2 separate regions of the Anas platyrhynchos genome follow, and region 2 is linked to region 1. A link is a contact called in public Hi-C data. All regions are on one chromosome and are shown on one strand. The core of a region is the stretch at or near the end of the contact, and the rest is flanking DNA. Distances in the headings are between cores, read along the strand shown. Region 1 overlaps ACVR2A (activin A receptor type 2A). Region 2 overlaps LOC101798800 (a long non-coding RNA gene).

Region 1 (5,154 bases), core at 1,035-3,534:
ATTAACCAGAGGTCGACATCAATGCTAGTGCCTCGTTTCTCTGCACCGATGAACTGTAGAATATTGTCATGCTTCATTCCTGGTAAACTGTAAATTTCATATTCATTCTGCCAGGACTGTTTGTCCTTTAAAGAAAAACAACAAAAACACAACACGACAAGTTAATACCATGATGATAAGCATAAGAGGTACTTTCCCTGTCAGACATTTCCTCCTGTAATTCATTGTGTATTGCTAAATGATCTGTCAATACGATTAAAACTTAATTTTTGGTCAAATCGGCAAATCAGGATTTATTACCAAAAATAAAGAAAGCATGGTATATGCCATTAACGTTATGAGACTGATTATTATAAAAATATGAATGTTTAGATTAGTAGCAGTATTTGTGCTACAAAATACTGACCTAAAATAAATATATTACACATTCACACTTCCTGGAAAAGTGTCTGAAAAATTAAATATGTTGCATTATCTGAAAACACCACCAACTATCAGAGGTATGAACCACGGAAACACAGAAAGCTGTAGCCAGGAATAGAGTCTATATACTGGAAATCATTGCAATGCTTTTGTTTTGAGACTGGTTCTACCTTAAGAAAACAAAACAGACCCGCTAAGAATTAGAAACACGTCTTCCTTTCTTAAAAACAGCAAGATAAAAGTCTCAGTTTTAATGTATGCTGTATTGATGACTTAAACCATCATATATATATGTGCCATTTCTCCTAGAAGGCAAGGAACCCACAGATGTGTTTCTTCAACAATTTAACACTTCGTTAACCACTGGAAAGCAAAAGTACATTTCTCCACCTCAACTAGCATTGGCTGCTTTTAATTAATGTCAGATCTATCCTAGTATCACTGTATTCATCATTCTGGATTCTAAAATTAAGAGCACAATCTATTCTGAAATATGGCTTTCAGAGCCGTATGCTGGGAAGTCAGCATTGTTACCTTCAATTGAGGCATGTTTAACTGGAACTAGCACCTTACATCAGGTTTGCATTTCAGGGCACCAATTTATCAGCTTACATTCAGTCCAAGTACATTTTAAGTTGAAAAACATCAACAGATTCTTCTCAAATGGAGACGTGTGAGAGCTGCAAACAGTATTTACGTGCTTCAGACTATTTGTGTCAAATAAGTATTTTTATGATTAGGAAATCTTAGCAAATTTTATCTTCATTAAGATAAAAACCCTACCTGCACATTCTCTGGCTGAAGATACTTCCTGTATTTGAGAATTTGTGTGGAATATTGAGGTTTGTAGTATACACAGTAAAAATTCTCTAACATAAAGCCTCTTACAGTGACTGGAAAACATGGTTTACAATACAATATTTTAATAAACACAGGACACCAGAACTATTGCCTACCTGAATGGGGAATATTTTGACTGCAACATACTCGTTCAGGAGTTGAGCTTTCCACACGCAGCCAAACCTTCCCCTAGCTTTGATCTCGAGCAACTGCAACGGCTTCAAACCCATCAGGGGCGACGGCGGTGGTGGGCCGGGATCCTGAAAGCAGGTAAACACCGTTAGTTACCTCAGCCATCATACCTGGGATCTGTGGTGACAGCACTAGAAATAAAGGCTCGTAAACCGAGACTTGGCATCGTGTACCCACCCCCTCACAACCAATTCCCCCAAACAAACCAGAAACAAAACGGCAACCCTCGTCCACAGGAAGGAAAAAAAAAAAAAGATTGTGAAACATGCTCAGAATTATGTGCAAGCGACAGCATGACAACAGTTACAGTAAAAATCTAACCGGGTATAAAAGCACAGCACAAAGTAAGAGAGAGAGATGATCAAGCACTACTTGTGGCTTTTCAAAATGACAGAATTAAACCGAGCACTTCGGTACCGAGTGGGTTTTTGTTTGTTTCTCACACACGATGTGCCACGAGCAAACAGCCCAGCCACGAAGCACGCTCCCACCCGCACTTATTGGTGTCCCAGTGGGACACAGAAGACCCCAGGTCGAGCTGGGTGGCTCAGGGAGCCGCAGAGAGCTGCACCAAGCGCCCTTGCACACTCGTGAGCTGGGCCAGGAGCTGCACCACAGCAGAAGGCCCCTCAGGGCCAACGGTATGGCCACTGGGCTGCACTGGAGCTTCGGAGGATGTCCTGCTCTTCTTCATTATCTCCCAGTGTTTGCACTTCACTGGTCAGCTAGGAAAATAAAAAGTCCAGCACTGGCTTTGCAAGTACAAGCCGACCAGCTGGGAAGCCCCACGGCACAAGACGGGGCTCCCACACAGTTATCCCCGTGACCACAGATGTTAACGTGGTTTTGAACAACTTCCCTTTCTGGCAGAAAAAAAAAGAAGTGACACCACGGGCTATCTGGTGTTTTACATTTTATGTCGCTTACACATTCTGTGTAGCACACGTCAGCTGAATGTAACAAGGAGATTTTCAACTGTGGGGATGGCGAAGTTGGGCCGCGGGCCTTATCTTACACGTGAAGGCAAGAACCTACAGCTGAGAGACTGGTATTGCTTTTAAGTGATACCCACACTGCAGAACACACTGAAAAAACCCAAAGCATGCTGCTCAAACCCTCCAAAACGTATGCCTGCCTTTTCTGCTTTGTTTTGTCCCCCCCGCCAGTCACAGCTGTAATGCTGTTGTAAAGAGAGAGAATGGAAAACCCTGGAGTAGTTGCTTGAACACAACCAGTGAGCACTCAATAGCGAGGTGTCCAAGCACTGCAGCTGGTGCCATAAAGATTTTGTGCATGTTACAGACGTTTGCTGAACAGCCGTGGCTGTAAGCACACCTTGCTGCTGGGAGAATGGAGACAAGTGCTGCTGCAGCCGCTACAGGCTCGGAGAACTTAAAGCACAGGACCAAATATCCATCCTCTGCTTCTTAGCAAAAATATATCTGTGCTTCAAGAAGAACCAGCTTTATAGATAAAGAGATTTGTATCGATTCAAAGAAATTGTGATCTAACTCCACAGAAATTAATACCTGTAGAAATACAATTTTAATTAGAGGATTGCAACACTATCCTCAAAAAAATGAGATTCTTCTGTGAATAGATGTGAGATGCTTCAATAAAGCTGTTACAGCAAAAATGCTGGGTTCAAAGTGGATAAACAAAGAGAAAGTGAAGTTTCAGAACTGAAAGTTGCTTCTAACACAGGATCAGGTTCTTGCTCTCAGCACTGCCGATGCTTCTCGCTCCCGTGCCGCCTGCCATTCCCTGCCCGAGCCCTCTGTGAGTATTTCAGGCAGCAGGGTGATCGCTGCCCTCAAATTGCCATGGTTACTTATGGAAATGGCAAAAAAAGACATGCAAAACTAGAAACACAATGCCCGAATTTACTCACAAGACCATCTTTAGTAGTAAAAGCCTGGTATTTTTAAGAACCCTGAGCACTGTGTAGCAGGGGATTCGAAATCAGGCAGCAAGACGACTTGTTGGAGTTCTGAACCCAGCAATCTGCCTGTGGGAAGGAAACCCAAACCTCACCTTGCTCTAGTGGCTGAACAACCCTGTCCTTTCTCTACCCTCTGTCCAAAAAGCCTACCAGTGTTTTGAAGCATACTAGGTCATTTTTTTGTTCTTGACCATCAAGCAGAAGACCACTGACACTTCTCAGAGATCTGATGAAAACAGCTGGATTACAGCACCTGCATCACTCCTGAGTAAAAACCAGATAAAAAAGAAAACAGGGCGGCTAACTCTCACCCTAGACCAATGGGATACTTCTCATACACCTGGATTTTGCTTTTCCTAGAAAATCCTGGCATTTCAAAATCTTTCCCCGCTGCATTACACAGCAGCCTCCTGCGGTTCCCCGCGTGTTTCTCTGGGTGTTGAAACATTTCTGTGAAGTCAGAACTTCCTGCTTGCAATGAAGAAGTTAACACACCCACACACAGAGATCAAAACAAATCCTGATTTAAAATGGAAAGTGTAATTGTCTTCTGTTAATGTAAATAAAGTTCTACACTTTTTTCTATTTTTTTCCTAAACGATTTCACTAAACCCAACAGCCATTTGCTCTAAAATTACCGATCCTGATTTATGCAGAGCCATTCCCTGACGGTATTTGCAACCTGCTCTGCTGCTGAGCAGAAATATTTACTGTGCCACAGGCATCATTACTTGTGCGTGGCTTTTGAAAACCATCTCTGCGGCGCCAAGGCGGATGATATAATGTGAGCTAAGGTATTATGGGGTGTATCAGCCTGCCTCAGCTGTCCAAATGCAGCCCCTCTCCTGCTGCCCAGCCTTCCCCGGCCCTTTCTCCCTCGGACTGACTCTGCTTGCTGCACGGTGAATCAAGGTACGATGCTACGTTGTCAGAAAGCTTTTTCACCCCCCTTCTAATCACATTATTTTTCTAATAGTTTAGCAAATTGCATCTGCTTGCAGCAAGGTCCGCGTTAACAGAAAAAGCTCTGGAAGGCGGAGGGAAGCAGGACTCTCTCCTCACCCTGGGCAGGTGGCATGGTGAGCACCGCTGCACAGATCCTCTGCCAGATAAAAACAGCCAACAGCACCTGAACCGATGGCCTCAGGATGCAGAACAGGTCACTACGCTTTCTTCTTCCCGTAGCTCAAAGCCTCTGGCCATTAAAACCATCAGTTCAGGTTGGAAGGTGATCTCGGAACCATGCACACCTCGCTGTGCTGTGCCACGCTGTAGTTTTCAAAGGTTAAACTACTTTTTGGTTCCCATTTTTAGAGCTGGGAGTTGCAGGCAGCTGTAGATCACATGCCAATTTATTTATAAAAAGGAAAAAAATAACGCTTAAAGTTTAAGAATGGTATCTTAAGAATGGTATCTTCCCTCCATGACTCAAGAATGGTTGTGGAGCTTCACTGTGAAGCCACACTTCCCTTAAGGATGTGCCAAACGGGACAGGTTGTCTGAAGACTGCCCCACCACAGGCCATCAGTGCTTGAGTTCTTCCCCAGCCATTTCTCTCACACGGCAGTTGAATCAGATGATTTATCCTCTATAAAGGGACCGATTATCCAAATGGGGTCATATATAATCACGTTTCTCTTTCCTGACTCCAAAATAAAGCTTCCAGAGCCCATGCAATTCTCTTTCTTAAATTTTGCTTTGTTTCCCCTTGGTTACATTTATACTACAGCTATTTTTTTGTTAATATGGTCAACAGG
Region 2 (5,154 bases), core at 947-3,446, 300 kb after region 1:
CAGTGCATAGTCAAATGAAATCTGAACATCAGTGATTACATTTTTAGTAGGATGAGTGTTCTGACTGAAATGCAGCAATCTGTCACTTGGCCTTTCCGTGACATTCAGTGTATTGAAATTACCAGGGAAAGATTGGTTTTTGACATGCTAAATTAACTAAGTTAGAAATGTGAGCTTTATCATCTCTCCTAATTGTTACAAGGAGAGAGAGTTGTTTGTCTTTTATTTTCTAAGCAAGCTATTTGAACAGCAATTAATAAAAAAAAATATATATATAATAAAAATATTCTCTAGAAAGGTCATCTTTGGAATTCGTAGAGGTGGCTGATTTAGAGAAGTAACTTTTAATACGAACCACAGCAGTGCAGTGATTGAACTGATCGCTTTCTCTTAAAGTCCAACACGTCCATAATTACTGTTTATCTGTGTGACATTTGTCATCGTGCAAGTCACTACTTTGCAGATGGGGCATTGAGTCTCTCCTGGTCAGACAAGGGTTGACCATGTCCAACCTGCAGTGGCTTCCCGGTGCAAACCAGTATTTCTTTTTGTGGTAAAGGCATTACTTTTGGACCAAGAAGTATTTTTATTGCTGTTAGTTGTGTTACTTGGTTTTTTTTTTTTTGTTTGTTTGTTTGTTTGTTTTTTCAGTAGATGAAGACAAGGCCAAATTAATTGCTAATGTAGCAGGCAACGTTCATGAAGAGAAGGAAGGTCTGGCAACTGCAGTTGTAGATGAAGAAGAAATGATTTAGAAAAATACTTTAGGTTTCTAGAAATTTACATTTTTGTACATAAATGGTGATAATTTGATAATTGCTATATATTTTTTATCTTGGTATGGTGTAAAGATGTAAAAAAAAATCAGAGATGTAAAAAAAATTTCAAAACGACTTGTCCTAAAGGCAAATGATACTAAATCTGCTGCAATCTTTTTTTTTTTTTTTTTTTCTTTTTAAATAAAAAATTGAACAATGAAATGCTTTTGTAATTACTTTTCCTTTATGCTGGACTGTAGTTTTGTTTCCCTTTTTACTTATTTTTTGAAAAGGATTTTTTTTATTTCTGGCAGTTACATGGTAAATCTATATAGATGGTGTGAGGTCATGGTACTGGGAATGAAGGAAGAGTGGGAGCATTCCTGTAAAATCAGGGTGTTTCAGATCTGAAGCTCTGTTTATCCAAGTAGTCTTTATCCGTGAATGTCAACAAATCTATTTATTTCTAGCTCCTGGACAAATGTGTAAATGAAATTTCAGGAACCTTTTCATTGGTAGTCAAGTATCTACATCACTGGCCTTGCCATAAAGGACGGTGAATATTGATTTCACTCATGTTTATCAATTAACTGACAGCTCTCTAACCTTGCCTTTCTATTTCTGGCTTTATGTATGAAATAATTGGCCTTATGCTAAACAAACATTTAGAAAAATACTGACTTGGGTAGTCTGTGTAGGAGCATAGAGAGACTGCAAGTGTCTTAGGATGAAATCAAGGGAGGATTCCTGTCCATGAAGTCTGTTAGATGTATTTTATTTTTTTTCCTGCAGCAAAAAGAACTATCAAAGTACATGAAATAGAAAAGCAGATTAGAAGACCCTAAAAACTATTTTTAGTAGTGATTTCAGGATAAAGTGAGGAAATTTAAAGCTGTGCTTGAAAACGCATGTTTGTATATATACAGACAGAGTCATTTTGGCACTATCCAGCACTAGGTGAACAGTGTGGGCAAAGCCATAATTGCAGCCGTGCATCTGTAATTGTTAACAGAAAATTCTGTGGGCAGCCTGACTTATTGCCAGGCAAATTTAGATGAATGGAAGCATCAGCGACATAATTTTTGACATTATATAAATGCATGAATTAGAGAAGGCTCCTCTGCTCATTCATTACGTTCTTGCTTTTGGAAGGCAGTTCCAGGTAGCAATGGCAGTTCATTGCTGGTACATGAAATTTTGCTTCATGATTTGTTGCCTTTAATGGGAGTGTGGTGAGGCCAGTTGCATGGCCAGGATTTCAGCGTGCCCATCATCCCTCTGGTAGTCCCATCCTGAGAGCACATGCTGAATTAATAGAAGAAGAAGATTAAAGGAAGATAAAATGCAGCATGTGATTCGTGTGCATATGCATACCTACAGGCATACATAAATCTGCTCGGTTGCCTGTTTGCATCCAAAGAAAAGTTTCCAAATAACACTTACTCAGGATAAAACCACAGGAATTTAATGTGATGGTGTGAGCAGCAGCCTCTCCCAAACAATGTGGTCAAGGATGGGCAGCATTATGAAAGCTTCCTGTAAAGCTCATGTTGCATCCTGAGGGTCTAAGATGAGAGGTAAAGATTGATGAGATGAGTACAATGTATTTAATGGCCACCTTGGAAATGTGAAATATGTATCTTTTAGGAAACCAAGAGGATGTTTCTTAAGTCTTTACTTTTTTTGTATTATATATGGGGGAAAAAAGAGCACAAGGCACTGGCAGCTTGATCCAACTGCTGTAATTAAATGCGTGTGTGTGTAGGAAAGGAGCCTAGCTGATCTCAAAAAAGCTTTACTTTCCATTGTTTCATGTCTATGTAGTGCTGACTTCACCAGATGTTTAATTCACATAAACACCTAAATGTCTGGAGACCTGTAGCTCCTGGGGAGGCATCCTTGGCTCGCCCGAGCTCTGCTCAGAGGACAAAAGTCCCGTTGCCAAGCCTGCTTGCTTGTGCGTAGTGGGAGAAAGCCATAAAACAAGGGTTTTAGATGAGGCTGAACCATCTGAAATGCTCTTTTATTCTTTATTAATTAGGAAATGTGACAAAATGAACATTCATGGCACAAAACATGTTGCACATCAGCGAAAAAGTGAAGAGTAAAGTATTCGTGTCGCTTTATCATCAGGATTCAAGCTGTTATTTTAATTATAGACCAAGTTCGTTAATAAACGTAAAGAAAGAAGATGAGACCTCTTCTGAGAAGTGTACAGCATATTATCAAATCTTTTCCCATTTGATGGTAATTAGTAGGTAGAAACGTGTGGTGCTTCCCTGTTCTGCCACCCTCTTGTAACTCGATACACGTTTGTATACACGGCTTTAAATATGTGAGCAGCTGGCTCTGCTGTAGGTGTAAGTTGTGTCTCAGAAATTTTGTCTTCAAGCTTTTGGATCATGTCGGGTTATAAGCAGTGAGAAGCTGAGGACAGGTATATAATCATGTTCCCTAATATTTTGGCTTACCACGGGAAGACACCTACTTCAAGCTAATTGTTAAAGTTTGCAAAGCATGGAAAGTTACGTGAAGCTCCTGTAAAGTAATATTAGGTAGGAGAAATGTCCTTATATCTTAATATCCCAAGAAGACTCTTGACAAATTATACGTTCACTTGAAAGTGATATTCTTTTTCAAAGTCCTTCTGTATAACCTGCTGTAATTCTTGCAGGGGGAACCAGGACTGACCATGACCATGACTTCCACCACAAGGGCTCAGGCTGACTTCTGGACGTCACCTTATCTGGGCTTAGGTCTGGAACATCTACAGGGGATGCTCCCAAACTGGGGAGGTGCCGCCTCTTTGTGCCATATTATGTTGATCAGAGCTTGCCGAGGAAAGCCCCGTTATTTAGTTTTCGAGTCAAGCATTCGAAGTTAGGAAGGAGCAGATTTAGGGCTGTGCAAGCTTCATCCCATTCCTCCTGGGTGTGTATTAGGACATGGCCTGTGACTACGCCCTCTCCGCAGGAACCCAGTCACACTGAGCGCACATGACAGAGCAGCAGCGAGGGAGGATTAAGATACCAAAGTGAGCTCAATTTGCATCATTAATATTTGTGATTTAAATATTTTAACTGTTTCATATCTGCATACATGCTTTGTGCGAGTCAGAGTTGAAAAATCACTTTAACCACTCTAGCGTGGACCTGCTGATGAATTATGTCAGTAATTGGGTGGCTGGGGAGATTTAGGCTATGTAAATAAAGCATTTCTGTGTAAATACTTCAGAAATAGGGTAAAAATTGCAGAGATGGCAGCAATGAAGCTGCTTGGGCCTGGCTGACAGAGCTGCCATGGCCAGGGCAGTGGTGGGAGGCGAAGGTGAGGGGAAGACCGGCAAAGGCCGCTCTTATGGAGCAAAATATAAAAGTTTTATCCCTGTCATGTCACAACTGAGGCACAGATTTGTCTTATCCTTCGCCTGCCACTCGAATTAAAAGGGAATAGCTCGGAAAATGACTTTGGTGTCCCCGAAGGCCTGCACGGGGCGATCCGGGCCTGGGGCCGGGCCCTGGGTCCTGGGTGCCGCGCATTTCTGAGGGGACGGCGCCCTCGTGTGGGGGCAGCGCGCAAACATCGCCTCCCGCTGCCCCTGCCTCAAGAAAACACGGAAATTGCCTTAAAAAAAAACACAAATCTTAATCATAGTTTTAACACAACCGTACAGTGACCTTCTCCACTGCTCAAGAGGCTGAAAAAAAGTAGAGAAAAATCGCCAAAATTTATTCCTCCGTTGGGCTCAGAGCCATCGTGGCACCTATCATTTTTGTTTCAGTAAGGCACAAAACTAACCAAAAAGTCTGTGTTAAAACACAGACAATGCCACTGCACCGAGCTGCTGGCAGAGCTTGCTCCTGAAAACCCAGTCATGAACAGGGCTGGGCTGAAAGGCTGGGCAGGAATTGAGCTGGGCAGGAGAAATGTCAATAAAATATTGGTAGTAGCCTACAGAAGTGTAGGGACCACCAAGGGTAAGCAATAGTAAGTGTTTGAACAAAATCTCTTCAATTGAATGCGAGCTATTGCTGAGGCTCCACATAACTTTTTAACTTCAACTTGGTGAAGACAGCGAGCACATTATGAGTACAATGTTGCAGGAACATCCGTATTCCCAATAAAAAATAGCATCCTCAGCACCATACAAAATTTTAAAATTAACTACTATTGCTCACTGAATGTTAATTAAATGAAATAAGTATATAACCTTGGTCTATTTGTTTTTTAATCTGATAAATGTTGAAAACTGTGGCTGTGGGTATGCATGTACACCTTCATGCTATGAAGGCTGGATCTATTTGTTGTACACTACTGCTCTTGCAGTGCCTCTGTGGGATTTCCATCTTCAATAGAGGAAAAAAATATTTCTGCCGTTTTCCTTAAAATTCAGCTA

What was found. Hi-C and Micro-C count contacts between places; a contact is called where the count stands out from the background.
Region 2: a contact with region 1 is called in a Hi-C map of skeletal muscle, with 4 times the contacts expected there. The contact joins two enhancer-like sites. A contact is called at or near these places in 5 of 8 Hi-C or Micro-C datasets (F1 follicle, liver, skeletal muscle and 1 more).

Annotation. Positions count from the first base shown.
Region 1 is chr7:3,108,082-3,113,235 of IASCAAS_PekinDuck_T2T, forward strand. ACVR2A (activin A receptor type 2A) reads right to left here. Exons shown (of 12, transcript XM_021275966.4): 6 at 1,380-1,523; 7 at 1-125. Among named protein-coding and RNA genes, the nearest start is that of ORC4, 31 kb to the left of the region's middle. Within about 2 kb of position 2,285, at least 1 of the 8 cell types and tissues checked has an H3K27ac peak or open chromatin away from gene starts, as enhancers often do.
Region 2 is chr7:3,410,170-3,415,323 of IASCAAS_PekinDuck_T2T, forward strand. All of the region lies in intron 3 of LOC101798800 (a long non-coding RNA gene), which reads left to right. Among named protein-coding and RNA genes, the nearest start is that of ACVR2A, 260 kb to the left of the region's middle. Within about 2 kb of position 2,197, at least 2 of the 8 cell types and tissues checked have an H3K27ac peak or open chromatin away from gene starts, as enhancers often do.